3 separate regions of the Zea mays genome follow, and all the other regions are linked to region 1. A link is a contact called in public Hi-C data. All regions are on one chromosome and are shown on one strand. Each heading gives the region's core, a stretch centred on a gene start, on an enhancer-like site or on the middle of the called end of the contact. The rest is flanking DNA. Distances are from core to core; before and after follow the strand shown. Region 1 has its middle 120 kb from the start of LOC100274637. Region 2 has its middle 43 kb from the start of LOC118476007. Region 3 holds the start of LOC100281613 (serine carboxypeptidase).

Region 1 (4,548 bases), core at 1,502-4,001:
GTTCTCTGTCATGTTCCTTCCAAAAAAGCATACAGTTGTCTTGGCAAACATCAATCTTCTCATACTCCATACCAAGACCTTCAAGCAATTTCTTGGACTGGTACATGTCTTTGGGCATCTTGTGACCCGTAGGAAGAACCTCGCTAATCAAATCCACAAGCTCCTTGTAACAATTAATTGAGAATGCAAACTTGGACTTGATTGACATCAGCCGGGTCACGAATTCCAGTACGGTCACGTCAGTGTGCCCGTGAAGAGGCTCTTCTGACGCTTTGAGAAGGTCGAAGAACTTCTGAACCTCCGGTGTAGGTGAATCATGATGATCTGGTGCCAGTTCAGGCTGCAGATCCTCAAGCATTTGGTCCATCCTATCAACATCATCTTCACCGTCATCAACTTCTACTTCTACTGCTCGTTCAACATCTTCACCATGGAGATACCAGACCTTATAGCCTGGCACGAAACCATGCGAACACAGGTGTAGTGTGACCTGCCTCTTGGTGTGGCTCGTCATATTTCTACATTTATTGCATGGACACCTAATATTATCTATTTGTGACAAAGCAGTTGCATGGTCCAGAAACATCTGCGTCTTGGCAAACCATTCACTTGTGTGACATCCACCCTTCTTGAAACCTTCATACATCCAATCACGTCTATCACCCATTATTGCGGCTGTGTGTACGAGTAAAGAGTGCGTGTGAGACAATCATGTTTCTACACGTCACACATATATACATCTATAGGTAAGTAGTATATAAAACTATATATATACATAAATAACTATATATACACATAAATAACATCAAATTAACATGATATTCATCAATTAACAATATTTGCAAACATCCAATCCATCAAATTAAATTATAATTGCAGAACATCAAATTCATTACCTATAACATCAAATCTATCAAATTGATTAATGCTTGCATAACATCAATTTCATTAAATAATAACATCAAATACATCATATCATATTTACAAAATCAAGTTATAAATAACAAATATCATACATCAAATAATATTAGGTCAAACCATACTAACAAATAACAATATTAAACAAATTATAATCGCATTACAGCTAACTCCCGTCGGCCATAAAAACCGACGAAAATTAAAACATAAATCATTTGTTAAATCAACTATAATAATAGAATTAATATTTACCTAACATCAAGCCACACATAATATTAAAACTAGCAAGTATAATGCATAACTCCCGTCGGCCACAAAAAACCGACGAAAATAATCACATATTAATTCACATTTAGAAATAAGATTATACCTCGACGACTCGAACTTGAACGCGGACCGGATGGCGAGCCCTCGGTTTCGGTGGTTGACCGGTGCGTCGAGGCACTGGCGGACGGCGGACGACGGTGGGCTAGGGACGGCGACGCTTGTGGACGGCGGCGACTTGTTGAGGGCGGACGGCGGACGACGGGGGCTAGGGGCGACGCAGCTCGGGTGGGCCGGGGGCGGTGTGGGGACGCTCGAGGCGGGGGTGCGGGTCGGGGCGGCGTCGCGCGCTCGGCCGGGGGCGGTGGCCGCGTGGGGCAGCGGCGGCGCAGCTCGGGCAGGGGCGGCGGCGCGGCTAGGCGCGCAGGGCGTCGGGCAGGGGCGGCGGCGCAGCGCGGGCCGGGGCGGCGGCGTGGCTAGGCGGCGGCGTGGCGCGGGCCGGGGGCGGCCTCGACGGCGGCCTCGGGCGGGGAGGGGGCGGCTTCGACGGCGGCTTGGCGTGCGGGCGTCGGGCCCCTCGACGGCGGCCTCGGGCGGGGCGGCTCGGGGGCGGCCTCCGGCAGGGCGGCAGTTGGGCAGGGCGGCGGGCGGGCAGGGGCGGCGGCGCTCCGGCAGGGCAGGGGCGGCGGCGCTCCGGCAGGGCAGGGGCGGTTTGATTGAACGAAGAAGAATGAGCCCGCGCGTCCGCGGTTGGGCTCTAAAAAGATTAATCCCCGTCGGCCAGAACACAGGGCCGACGGGGATTAACTAATCCCCGTCGGCTTGGGATGTGGCCGACGGGAATAAATATAATGCCCGTCGGCTATTTTGTGGCCGACGACAATTAGTCTATTCCCGTCGGCCAGAGCGAAAGCCGACGGGAATTACCCTGGCCGACGGGGATCAGTAGAATTCTTGTAGTGGCAGTTTGCTTGTTTCAATTGTTGTGTTCCTGATGAACGAAGGCTGGTTTTGCAGCTATAGTTTAGTTTGAACATAATATCGGCATCATCCTGCTGGTGGTGAAGGGTGGTTCCAGTTTCTTGGCGATGCAAGCGACATTGTTGTGGAGCGCTGATGACGCCTGAAGAGCAAGCGCATGCACGCGATGGGATGCGACTGCTTAGCCCTGATCTCTAGCTGACGGCCTGGAATCTGCTAGGGCAGGCAGGCATGCGGATGCGGACAGGCACCGCATGGCATATGGACGACGACGTCGTAAGGAAAGGCGCACGCGCGCTTGCGTTGCGGCATCTCTCTGGTCGGTCGTCACCCGTCAGGCAGGGACAGGACAGCCCGGGAACATTCGACTGCCGGCCGGTGGCGCGCGGTGGGCGCGATATGCTTGCTTGGTTTGACCAGCAACTGGTGGAACGCAACCGCGCGCGCGCACGCACGCACGCACGCTTCCGTGGCAACGTTGCTTGGTTGGGGCGGCAAGCGTGCCGCATGCATGGTAGTAGGGTTGGAGCAGGAATCTGTGTGTGTGTGAGGTGGCAGAGAGAGTGTGATCTGAACCTGGTGTGCTTTTCCCGATTCTTTCACTTTGAGGCCTTGCTTGTTCGGCGTGCGCACAGTCGGCACCGGTAGACGACGGGGCATTCATTGCGCACATGTTTTTAAGGTGCGTTCGTTGGAAAGGTAGATGCAGACGCTAGCTAGCTCGGCTCGGGAACTAGATGCCGCTTTGCCATGCCGCGACGACGACCAGAGACCATGACCAACCGGCGGCGAAGATCGGCCGTAGAGCATCATCGCGATTCGCGTCGATGTATACTTTGCATCGGCGTGCGATACGTAGGGGCGGGCGGACCAGCCATCTGTGTATCTACTAGCTATCCATGCACATGCTTCCACCGTAGATTTTGTTTTCTCCGCCGCTTGGTCCCTCCCGCTACTCTACTACTAGCTCGCACTGGCAGAAGAAACAGCGAGGAAGAAACCGACGCGGGAAAGCGGAATCGCCGTCATGCCATGCAGGCCGGAGATCTGCATGCGGTGCAGATCTGCATGGCTGCTTGCGGGCTTTCTTTCTTTGACCGGATCCAGAGCGGCGTTTCGGGAACTCGTCTCGTCACCAACCTTTGTGCCATACATGCACCGTCGCCGTTCGAGCGTGAGTTGGCTCGAGCTCGGAGTGCCTCGCGAGCCGAGCTGAGCTATTCTTTTGGACTCGTTGTCATAGCGAGCGGAGCTGTCTCGTTCCGGCTCGTGAGCTATACCAAATTACTTAATATATAAAATAATAATGGATATTGTATAATTTTATAGATAATTATTTTGTTTCTAAGCGTTTCATAATAGATACTCTCTCCGATGTCTTATTAATTGTCGTTTATGACAACGATATTCTCTAAAATATAGATTTGACCAATGTTTTTCTGTTAAAATACAAATAAAGTCTTAATACATCTATATTTTTTTATAAAAATACTTTTAAGACAAATCAGTGCATATAAATATTAGGTTTTAAAACTAAATAACAAAATAGTTATTTGTAGTCAAAATTTTAAAAGTTTGACCTAAATTTTATCCAAAACGACAATTAATAGGACATTGAAGGAAATATATAACAATTTATAATTTAGATTACTTGTAATGATAAATGATGTCTATATATTTATATACTAATAATTTACTATATAATATAATTATATATATTAGAGTGTGGCTCGTCAGCCGAGTCTCTCTCTTCAGCTCGTGTAATTGGTGAGCTCGTTCCCAGCGGCCATCCTAGCCATTCACACACGTACGGTGCGAGCATAGCTGTGCCTGCGGAAACGCGAAACCAATGTAAGAACCTCCGGTGGCCCGTTGGGCCAGCCAAAAGACTACTCGGGAAAATACAATTTGTACATGAAAAAAAGACGCATCACCCTCTAATAAAATTTGGTTTTTTATGTATAAGTTGAATTTTCAAGTTTATATTTTCTAAGTTCATTGAGAACGTCATAAATTATGTCAAAAACATGCCAATAATTTTTCATTATTATTTCATATATAGTTTTGTACCATTAAAGTTATTACCTTATTTGACCCCTAACTTATCAAAATAATTATAAAAAATAATATGTTTTTCTGGCTAAATTATGTTATCATCTACTAACCAACAGAATTCGAACTGAAAATTCAGTTTCTACATAAAGAAATAAAAAGGGGATAAATCGAATCAACTCAAAGTAGTGAAGGGGTAAAATGAATTAAAAATACTTTAGCGGGTCACGTGAACATTGTCCATAAATGAGGGGAGTAATTTGAATTTTTTTCTAAACATATTTACATCTCTCAAGAATAATTCGCTCCACACGCAGCACACATTATTAACAC
Region 2 (4,766 bases), core at 1,276-3,775, 150 kb before region 1:
TGAAAGAAGAAAATCAAGATGAAGTTGGTAAAAAAATAGTTAAGATCCAAAAACTTAAGAAAGGTTAAATGGTTTGGCTACTTTATACATTGAACATATATTATTGGACGAGATTAATATTAACACTATCATTAATGACTTCACATCTAGACATGTTAGAAGATATTTCTAAGGTAATACCATGATATATACTTCTTACTTATTATAAATATTTTTTGATACACCTTAACTGTTTATTGGTAACATATATTATATTATATAATATTACCAATAATTTAAAGGGTCCCATTTTAATTCATGATCCGGATCCCTAAGAGCTCGTGGCGGCCACCGCCTCCAATCCTTATTCAAAAGCTTATGATAATGCATCGGTACAAGATACCTATGGCGTGTTCGATTAGAAGTGGATTGAGTCAAAATTAAATAGAAAGGGGTTTAATCCCTTCAATCTCTTCTGATGACTATGTAACCGAACGAGGCCTGAAAGAGAAGCTCTCTTGCTATGTTTACACACAAATAACTCCATATGATGCGTACCCTAGCCTTAGCCCTCCCCAAAACAAAAAGACCCATTTTTATGGAATTTGATTTTTGATGCTAATTAACTTTTCAAAAGTATATAGTACCAACTTTAAGTTCATTGCCTCCTTTCAATCATTTTTTGATAAAGATTATAATATCATCCGTAGATTGTAAATAGAAAGTCGGCCATCCTCTTGTAAATAAGGCACTAAAGCCCTGAATTGCACATTGTTCATTGCTGTAGATATATATAAACGTTGCCAACTTATCAACCACAAGATTGAACATAATTTGCGAAAGAGGATCTCCTTGTCGTAACCTTTTGTGAGTCTGAAAATAATGAACTATCTCATCATTTACTTCAACCCCGTAGGCTTAATTTCCCAATATCCATCTCAATACATTCGCACATAATCAGATTAGTTAACATCATCATGAGCCTTCTCACAATCTAGTTTGAGACCAAAGAATTACTCCCTCCGTCCCAAATTAAAATTTATTTTAGTTAATTAATAGGTTCATACAATACTTTATGTATATATTTTATATGTGTGTCTAGGTTCATCTTCATCTATTTGAATATAGACATAAAAATCAAGAGCTAAAACAACTACTATTTTGAGACGAGAGAGTATTGTATAATTCATTCATGAATTGTCCGATGTAAAAATGTAACTCCCTCCATTATATTTTTTTCCTAGTTTTCTGAGTTTGAGGATCCAAATAACACAACGTGCCAAGTTTGAGGACCGCTACTTTTTTTTTGGGTACCAAAGAGGGTGTATGTATATCTTCCATATAGCACACGGCTTTAAACCCACATGTCATTATTATAGACACAAAGACCTGGCCTGGTAGTAGTGGCTTCTAGGCAGCATTGCCTTGGTTCATAAGGTCTTGTTTATCGGATTATTGATACCATTCTATATATGTTGAGATGGATTAGGATGAAACTTAAACTAAAATGTATCCAAATAAATATGAATTAAGGTAAATCCAATAATATTCAAACAAAACAATGCAAGGTCTGATAAGGTGATGAATCTATTCCGATTGCTTGCTTTGCTTGTAGAGGGAGGGGAAGATCCATTCCAGAATCTGGAACGCTGCCGACTTTCACGGACGACGCATGTAATGTAACATTATTGAAATGCACGCCCCTTGGAAGATTCCATAATTAATGGAGCTGGACCGTCAAAGTCACAGTTTCTAGGCTACTCCCCCAGATCAGCATCAGCATCATAATGTACTAGCAACTTCACGCTAGCTAGTACTCCTTAGGTTAGCTTTATGGACGCATAATTGTACGTATATGCAGACAAGTCCGGCCGGTGTGTGCGACTGTGCGTGCCTCAAACTTTAGACCTGCAGCGTGCATGGTGATGCGAACTATATTCATTCATCAATCGCATGTGACGCTACTGTGCTGATTCTGTCACAGTATTCCACGGTAGGATCCTATTTTATTCTTTTATTTTTTTGTTTTTTTCTTGGCTCTGCGATCTGGCGTGGGAGAGAAGAAGTCTTCTGTGCCTGACTTTGACTCTGGCGGCGAGAAAGGTTGCCGCCGCTGCATCTGCATGACTCAACTCTGTCGGGGACCCAGACCAGACCCAGTGCCGCGCACCTGCGCTGGTGGACAGGACAGCTAGCCGTCGAAGCAGCCTCGCAACTTCCTTCTGCCTGCCTGCGTCCGCTGTGGTTTTGTAATCTGGAGTCCGTCTTCGAGACGGCCTTACTGACTTACTGTTCTACATCCGCCCAATTTATTTTTGCAGAAAAATAGAGAAAAGTTTTCTCCTTTTAAATCTGTTTTCGAGACGACCTTACGTTTAATGGACTTATATACATTATATATATATATATATATATATATATATATATATATATATATATATATATATATCGAAAATGAATACTCCGATACAATTTAAAGAGCGACACAGATGGGCGTGGACTGGACACTATTGTACCTTTGCCTGTAAGATTCTGGACAGCATGCGTACTGCATCTCGATGGCCGGGATGGGACACGAAAGATATGTAGCGGAATAGTATGACAATAGTACTGTATATAGTAGTATTATTAAAAATTCAATGTCAGACCGTTAGAACTATAGTGAAAGTCTCTAATGATGTCATTAACTACTACAACAACAACAAAAAAGCTTCTGGACGGATGAGTATATTTTCCATTTACATTCTAAATTATAGATATCCAAATAGTAGGGACCAATTATACGATTCCTGACCCGACTTAGTTTTGATGCGGGATATGGTGGACACTATGCTCGTGCCGTCCTAAGTATGAAGCATTTGACCCATTGTGTGAGGCACGGGCACGGTCATTATTCTAATGTCTGACACGACCTTAGCCATGTATCATTCGCCTATAAAAACCCAAACTTTTGACCCCCTGTTTAACCTTAGCCATTAGCTTTCCCTCCCCCACCCATCGTGTCCTTCGACCCCATTTTTCTCTCTCACTCGCTGCATCGCCCCTTCCATCCCTAGCGATAATGTTGTGGATGCCATAGCCACACATCTAACCTCGCTTCTCCTTGACCTTATCAACTAACTCTTACTCCTCTCCTCGATCTGTGGCACCGTAACTGTAACCCTAATCCCCTTTCCTCATCCTAGGCTGGATTCTCTGTTGTTCTTCGTCGATGACTCTAGTGCTCCGGCTACACAAGTGAAGTATCCTCCTTCCTGCTTTTTTGTGTCTTCATCCTCTATATCTAGATCTAGACTATCTAACACTATGTTTTTTGAACCAGGGTTGTAGTTTGTTGGCTATAACACCCCATCCACTCTCAGACTGGCGGTACTCATAACAGCCCTCTAGAATAATAGATCATCCTCATAGACCAACACGAGTCTTTTGTGCGCACCTTGCCGTTATTCATGTGCACCCGAGAATACTTCTCGGTCGGTCACCCATCCCAAGATTGCTCTAGGCAAAGTACTCTTAACCTAGAGGTTCTTTCGAGATAGGCATCTAAAAAATGCACCTTATTGGTATGAGTATTCTATCAATACTATTAAGACTTGGGCCAAGTTATCGCATAATCAATCCAGGCCAGGATATCGCAATCCTACCCCCCCTTAGAAGATTGATGTACTTGTCGGTTAATGCCAAGCCAAGAAACTGCCCTCTTGGCCACGTCTATGTCTAGTGTCATCATATGCCATGCCATGTGACCACTCTGGGCCCCACATACATCATGCACCAAATGCCCGAACCCCTAGCCCACATATGCCTGTGAAACCATGAGGGTCGGCTCTGATACAATTTGTAACACTCCATCCACTCTTGTACTGGCGGTACTTATCATAGGAGCCCTCTAGGATCATAGAACATCCTCACAGACCAACACGAGTCTTTTATACGCACTTTGTCCTCACTCGTGCGCACCCGAGAAGACTTTCCGGTCGATCACCCATCCCAAGATTGCTCTAGGTCAAGTACGCTTAACCTAGATGTTCTTTCTAGATAGGCTTTCAAAAAAAGAAGATGCACCTTGTTGGTATGAGTATTATATCAATCCTATTAAGTCTTGGGCTAAGATATCACAAAATCAATCCGGGCCAGGATATCGCATTGGCCGATGCTAGTGTCACGAACTATTGAGGAGTTAGAAGCACGAGCGAAAGTTGGCCATGGTTGAAGTCAAGGACCTTGATCCGTCTAATGAGCAAGAGGAGTTTTTTCTCTACACCCATAATGAGGAGTTGAATGCCTAGGGGCCATGTTTAGTAGTAGCACAACAACTCTATCGACCTTGATGCTACGTCACATGCAAAGGTTGGTACAAGCTCCATGAGGTCAACAACCACAAGAAGCAACATCATATCAACGAAGAGGCCTACTACGTCTACCGTCTGGCTTGACTTTGAGGAGCTTACACAAATGGCAGATGGTAAGTTGGTCATATATGTTGTCGTATTCCATCATTGCAAGAGCACATGGAGTGCTAGATTTAATTATGCTACTACGCACTTGCTCTAGCACCAAGAGAATTACAAATGCAAGAAAGAAAAGGAATGGGATGACATAATATACTATATTCTTAAGTTCAATTCAGATGGCTCTCTTGTTCGCTAGGAGTATTCTACTATTGTTGCCTATGTTGAACTATGTCAATTCATAGATAGGGATGATCTTCCTCTATAGCATGGATCTACTGATGCTTTCCTGAAGTATATTAATCGTGCTCATAATCGTAGATTTGTTAGATTTTT
Region 3 (4,512 bases), core at 2,004-4,503, 240 kb before region 1:
CTCTGCACCTCTTGGCGGTTCAGATATGACCGCATATAGTAACTGGCACAGGGGTCATTGTTGGTTACCTGCAACACTATACTGTGAGTTATGGAGATGTTGAACTTGTTTAAAATCTGTGAGAACATTTATACCGAGGCATGCTGCTTTTGGGGATCAGAAGCATTCCAGCAGAACGGTGCATAGATGTTGGATTCATCGATGAGGCCCTTCTCATTGTTGGCTTCTTCTATCGCGGTTCTACAGAGTCCTGTGTATGTTCCATTAAAGCCGCAATTTTCCTGGACTGCAGTGTGAGTTTCTTTGGAGATCATAGCATGTGTCCAGTAGTAATCGATGATTGCTCTTGTGTTTGTGTCATCATCCAGGTATGCATTCCCAATCTGTTCCAACAAGTAAATGCCAGAAGCCCAGAATGTAATATGGTATACACTGACTCAATATCCTTTGAAGCATTACAAGCTACTGAATGTTATTGTCACAAAACTTACAGCAACTCCTTGGAGATTGATCATAGTGGTGTTTATGATTTTGTTATTTGACAGAATAGTGTTGGCGAGCTGTGGTATGTAGTGTCCGCCATAACTTTCACCCGTTAAAAAGAAGCTGTGGCCCTTGTACTCTGGGAACCTCTCAAGCCAATTGACGAGGAAAGTATATGCATCTGCTGCAGTGCTCCTGTCACCAGTGTTGTTGTAATCTGATGTTCTGTTCGAGTATGAGAAGCCAACACCAGCAGGGCTCTCAAGGAAGAGCATGTTTGCCACTGCCATCAAGAAATTATCAGTCAACACGGAGGTATTCTAAGTGCAATTGTCATAAATAACTGCAATCAACATACCACTGTTCCATGCATATTTGTTTTTGGACAGTGTCTTGTTATCTCTGTTGACGAAGAATGGCCCAATTTCATGCATAGCTCCTCCCAGAGAAGAGCAACCGGGCCCTGAAATTTCACGGTAACCTTTTTTTTAATTGTAAAGAATGTCCCACGATAAAATTGTCAGCCATATGGTTTTTTCAGGGACATATCTGCTAAATTTGCTAACGGAAGGGTAACTTGTGATTACTTAAGACCAGCAGCCTAGGAGCCCAAGTATGAAATATACATACTAATGGAGTAACTCTTAGCATTTAGTGTGACAGATCTGTTACAGATAAAACACTCTGTTATCCAATTAGGAAGAATAATCCTCAACCTTCCACTTTAGGCAAGCAGCACAGGAACATGTCCTGGATGTCTTAGCGTTTACTAAAAACATAAAGCAGACTGAAAGGGATGCTAGGGAGAGTGCCACCAGGACCAGATCAAGTTTAGATGGACAGATATTTGGTTGCCTTAGCTTTAGAAAGATTTCATCCACTTTGCACTCCCACTCGTTGTGCGGTTATCTTTTCTCCTACCTGATGCCTCTGCCATCTCTCTGAGCCACCGTTGGAGATCTCACAATATTATCTCCTCTCTATGTTCTAATCTTGCATGTTTCCTGATTACCTTCCTCCTTTCCTCTGCTTTTCTATTGTCGTTGTTCCCTTTCATGTCGCTGGAAGGGAAACTGTATGTAATCAAAAGAAAATTTTGACAAATCTTCACCGTTTTTTGGTATGCTTATTTTTCTTCAACAGAGGCAAGATGTTAAAAATATCATAGATTTGCCTACCTTATTATACTGAAATGTTTACATCGTTTTCTCACTGATTCAAGTTCATAATTTGATTAATTGGAAGCTTCTATGGTTGAGTAGTTGAGATGTTGATAACTGTTCATCAGGCTTGGTACTAGGAACTGTCAAATTTTACCCTGGACACAGCCTGCCTTGATAACTTCCTTTTGATCAAGCTTCTGTTGTATCATTTCCTAGATATTAAAGGATTATAGTTCATCTGTACTAGTATTCTTGAACTATTTAAAATACCTTTTATCCTCTCCATTTAATTGCCATGCCGCATTATCCTTATCAGTGATATTCAGATGATGAAAATTATGTTCCAATATATTTGTGCAATTCTGTTATCAGAAAACAGGAAAATAAAGAAGATGCTTATGATTGAACAATGGCCTGAGTTTATGCAAGGATTGAAAATCAGGCATTGCACAATACAGAACTTCAATGAAGGTTATGGGTTGTTGATACTCTGGTACCAAATTAGTCATATACGTACTATATCATTTAAGATTTTACTGGTTGGGAGTCAGGAGAGTCTAAAATGTAAAGCCTGTTGTGGGGTCTACAAAGTATGTACTTAGGTCAGTTGGCCTAACAATCTGTAGAATTGTGCCCTGTTTATATAAGCAAATAATAGCCAGCTCCTTTTCCACTTCAACACACTAAGGCTGATAGTAGGTATGGACTATCAGCTTCCGTTTTCCTTTCCGTCCCTCTTGGGCAAGCAACTAATGCAATCAACAATAAATTCTTCCAATAAATGACTGTGGATGTTTTGTATTTGCTAGGACACTAGCAGGAGAGAGAGAAAAAAAAACTAGTATCTGGTGCTGATCTGTAGTAAGTTCCAACTGTTTTTCAGTTTTGAACCATGAAACCATGCTTGTATCAAATGGATGGTCAGGGCAACTATGTTCCCATCCCTTTTTGGTAGACTAACAAGATCAAATAAAACAGCAGGCAAGCAGAGTATAGAAGCGCACTTGTGTGATGGTTAGTAGGCTCCTTACCTCCATTGAGCCACAGGACCAATGGCTTGGTAGATGGATCTTCAGCAGCAGCCTCTACGAAGTAGTAAAAGAGGGCCTTTCCAGACGTCTCATCGACCGTGACATAGCCGGCATACTGATCAAAGGTGGCCTTCCCCGGCTGCCCAGGAAGCTCACTGATCTTGTCAGCCTTCTTCAGCCCATCTTGCAGACCCACATAAACTGGCTGATCCATGCTCCACATTTCACTGTCTAGACTGTCATGTCGCATTTCCATTCTTGACCTTGAGAACTCCTGCAACCGGCCAGCCTCATCAGCAAGCGACGTTTGTGTGAGCACTAGGCAGAGCAAGTGGATGACAAATGCATCTCTTCTGATCTTGGAGACCAGAGGAGAACGCCTGTGGCGAGGATTTTGCATGTTCTGGTGGTGCTGTTTGTCTGGCCTACTCTGGGTGGGTTTCGAGGTTCCTTATATATGATATCTATCTCGCTGGGTTCTTTGATTAGAAATGGACGACAAATGCATCTCTTCTGATTTCGGTTCGTATGTAACCCCATTACTAGCTCTGCGTCATCGTTCTTAAGAGTATTTCCTAGCACTTAAAACTTCTCTGTTCATATGTTCTGCAGCATCGTTCAAGCAAGATGAAGTGACCATGTATAGCGATTGAAATGGCCGGAATCTGTATCGTCAATTAAAGAGCACATGAACCAGAAGAGCGATTGGCCTTGCATCAGCGTCAGGTATCTTGTTCCATTCTTTTCTCCCGCTCGGTCTGGCATCACAGGTTCCAAGAGGCATCCATTCGTGCTGCTATTATTATAGGATAAAAAATAGAAAGATACTTCATGCTGCGTGACCCGAATACGTATTTTCCAGCTTTATTGTCCGATGGGGTCTACATAACAGTGCACTTGTTCTGTACATGGTTCATCTTTCTGAGTGCACGGTGACTGTTATTCTTTTGGCAAGATGGATTCTTGCTGAGCGAAGCTCTGCCAGTTGAAAGCGTACATAAATATTCTCGTTCTACGAAGCAGTGCTGTGACGTTATAATCTGAACAGTTTTTTGAGATCTGAGCAGCAAATTCAGCAACAGCTTGTACCAGGCGTCAATGGGATTGGGAAAGGCTTTTTTAATCGGCCACCGAATCACGGATAGCAGGCTATTGAACTGTTGGTAAGTTGTGGCATGCTACATCAGAGATCTGTCAGTTTCGGATGCACGTATCCCGGCCTCTGCCTGCTGGCTGCTGCTACTCATGTAGGGGATGTCTGGCCAGCCGGGGATCACCTCCAAACGTGTGAATTGTTGATCCTGAGCTACCTAACCTTTTAGCGGAGACAAATAGTTTCTTAGGGGTATTTAGAACTTATCTAATTTATAGAACTATTGCTAGTTCATCTATTCCAAGTTTTACCTCTTTTTGGTTGGATTTGAATTGATTCTGACTTAGAAATTGAACTGTTGAACTTATGAACATGTAAATCAAATACTAGTCAAACTAGTTAGTTCGAATGGTTGTGATGATCATTAAGCACCACAAATCAATATATAAAATGGTTCAAGGCCATTTCCCTTTCAACTGGCCATATGCTTCGAATGACATAGGTAGGATCGGTCAGTTTGGCTTGTAGCACGATGATGTCTTTGTTAAGGGCATAGGAAAATAGTTTAAGATAGGTAGCAGAGAGAACCTCTGTGCCCCAAGGATCATCCCAAAGTTGGACTGAACGACCATCTTCTATAGTAAATCGAGAGAAGCCCTTATATGTGTTTAAGGTTTTTAACGTATCATTCCACCAGAAAGATCCCACTTTTTTGGCCGAAGGAACCTGTCCACGATTATAA

The links. Hi-C and Micro-C count contacts between places; a contact is called where the count stands out from the background.
Region 2: a contact with region 1 is called in a Hi-C map of tassel, with 3 times the contacts expected there. The contact joins two enhancer-like sites. A contact is called at or near these places in 2 of 25 Hi-C or Micro-C datasets (ear and tassel).
Region 3: a contact with region 1 is called in a Hi-C map of leaf, with 4 times the contacts expected there. The contact joins the promoter of LOC100281613 here to the enhancer-like site in region 1. A contact is called at or near these places in 5 of 25 Hi-C or Micro-C datasets (ear, endosperm, leaf and 1 more).

Annotation. Positions count from the first base shown.
Region 1 is chr1:66,984,999-66,989,546 of Zm-B73-REFERENCE-NAM-5.0, reverse strand. No RefSeq gene overlaps it. Among protein-coding and RNA genes, the nearest start is that of LOC100274637, 120 kb to the right of the region's middle. Within about 2 kb of position 2,751, at least 17 of the 20 cell types and tissues checked have an H3K27ac peak or open chromatin away from gene starts, as enhancers often do. A contact at or near this core is called in ear, endosperm, leaf and 1 more, where this site is marked.
Region 2 is chr1:67,132,885-67,137,650 of Zm-B73-REFERENCE-NAM-5.0, reverse strand. No RefSeq gene overlaps it. Among protein-coding and RNA genes, the nearest start is that of LOC118476007, 43 kb to the left of the region's middle. Within about 2 kb of position 2,525, at least 16 of the 20 cell types and tissues checked have an H3K27ac peak or open chromatin away from gene starts, as enhancers often do. A contact at or near this core is called in ear and tassel, where this site is marked.
Region 3 is chr1:67,223,365-67,227,876 of Zm-B73-REFERENCE-NAM-5.0, reverse strand. It overlaps LOC100281613 (serine carboxypeptidase), which reads right to left and starts at 3,253. Exons shown (of 8, transcript NM_001370723.1): 1 at 2,678-3,253; 2 at 842-946; 3 at 492-766; 4 at 135-383; 5 at 1-68. The coding sequence starts at 3,077. LOC118476009 (a long non-coding RNA gene) reads left to right here. Exons shown (of 7, transcript XR_004855261.1): 3 at 1-425; 4 at 546-798; 5 at 873-3,199; 6 at 3,290-3,403; 7 at 3,540-4,225.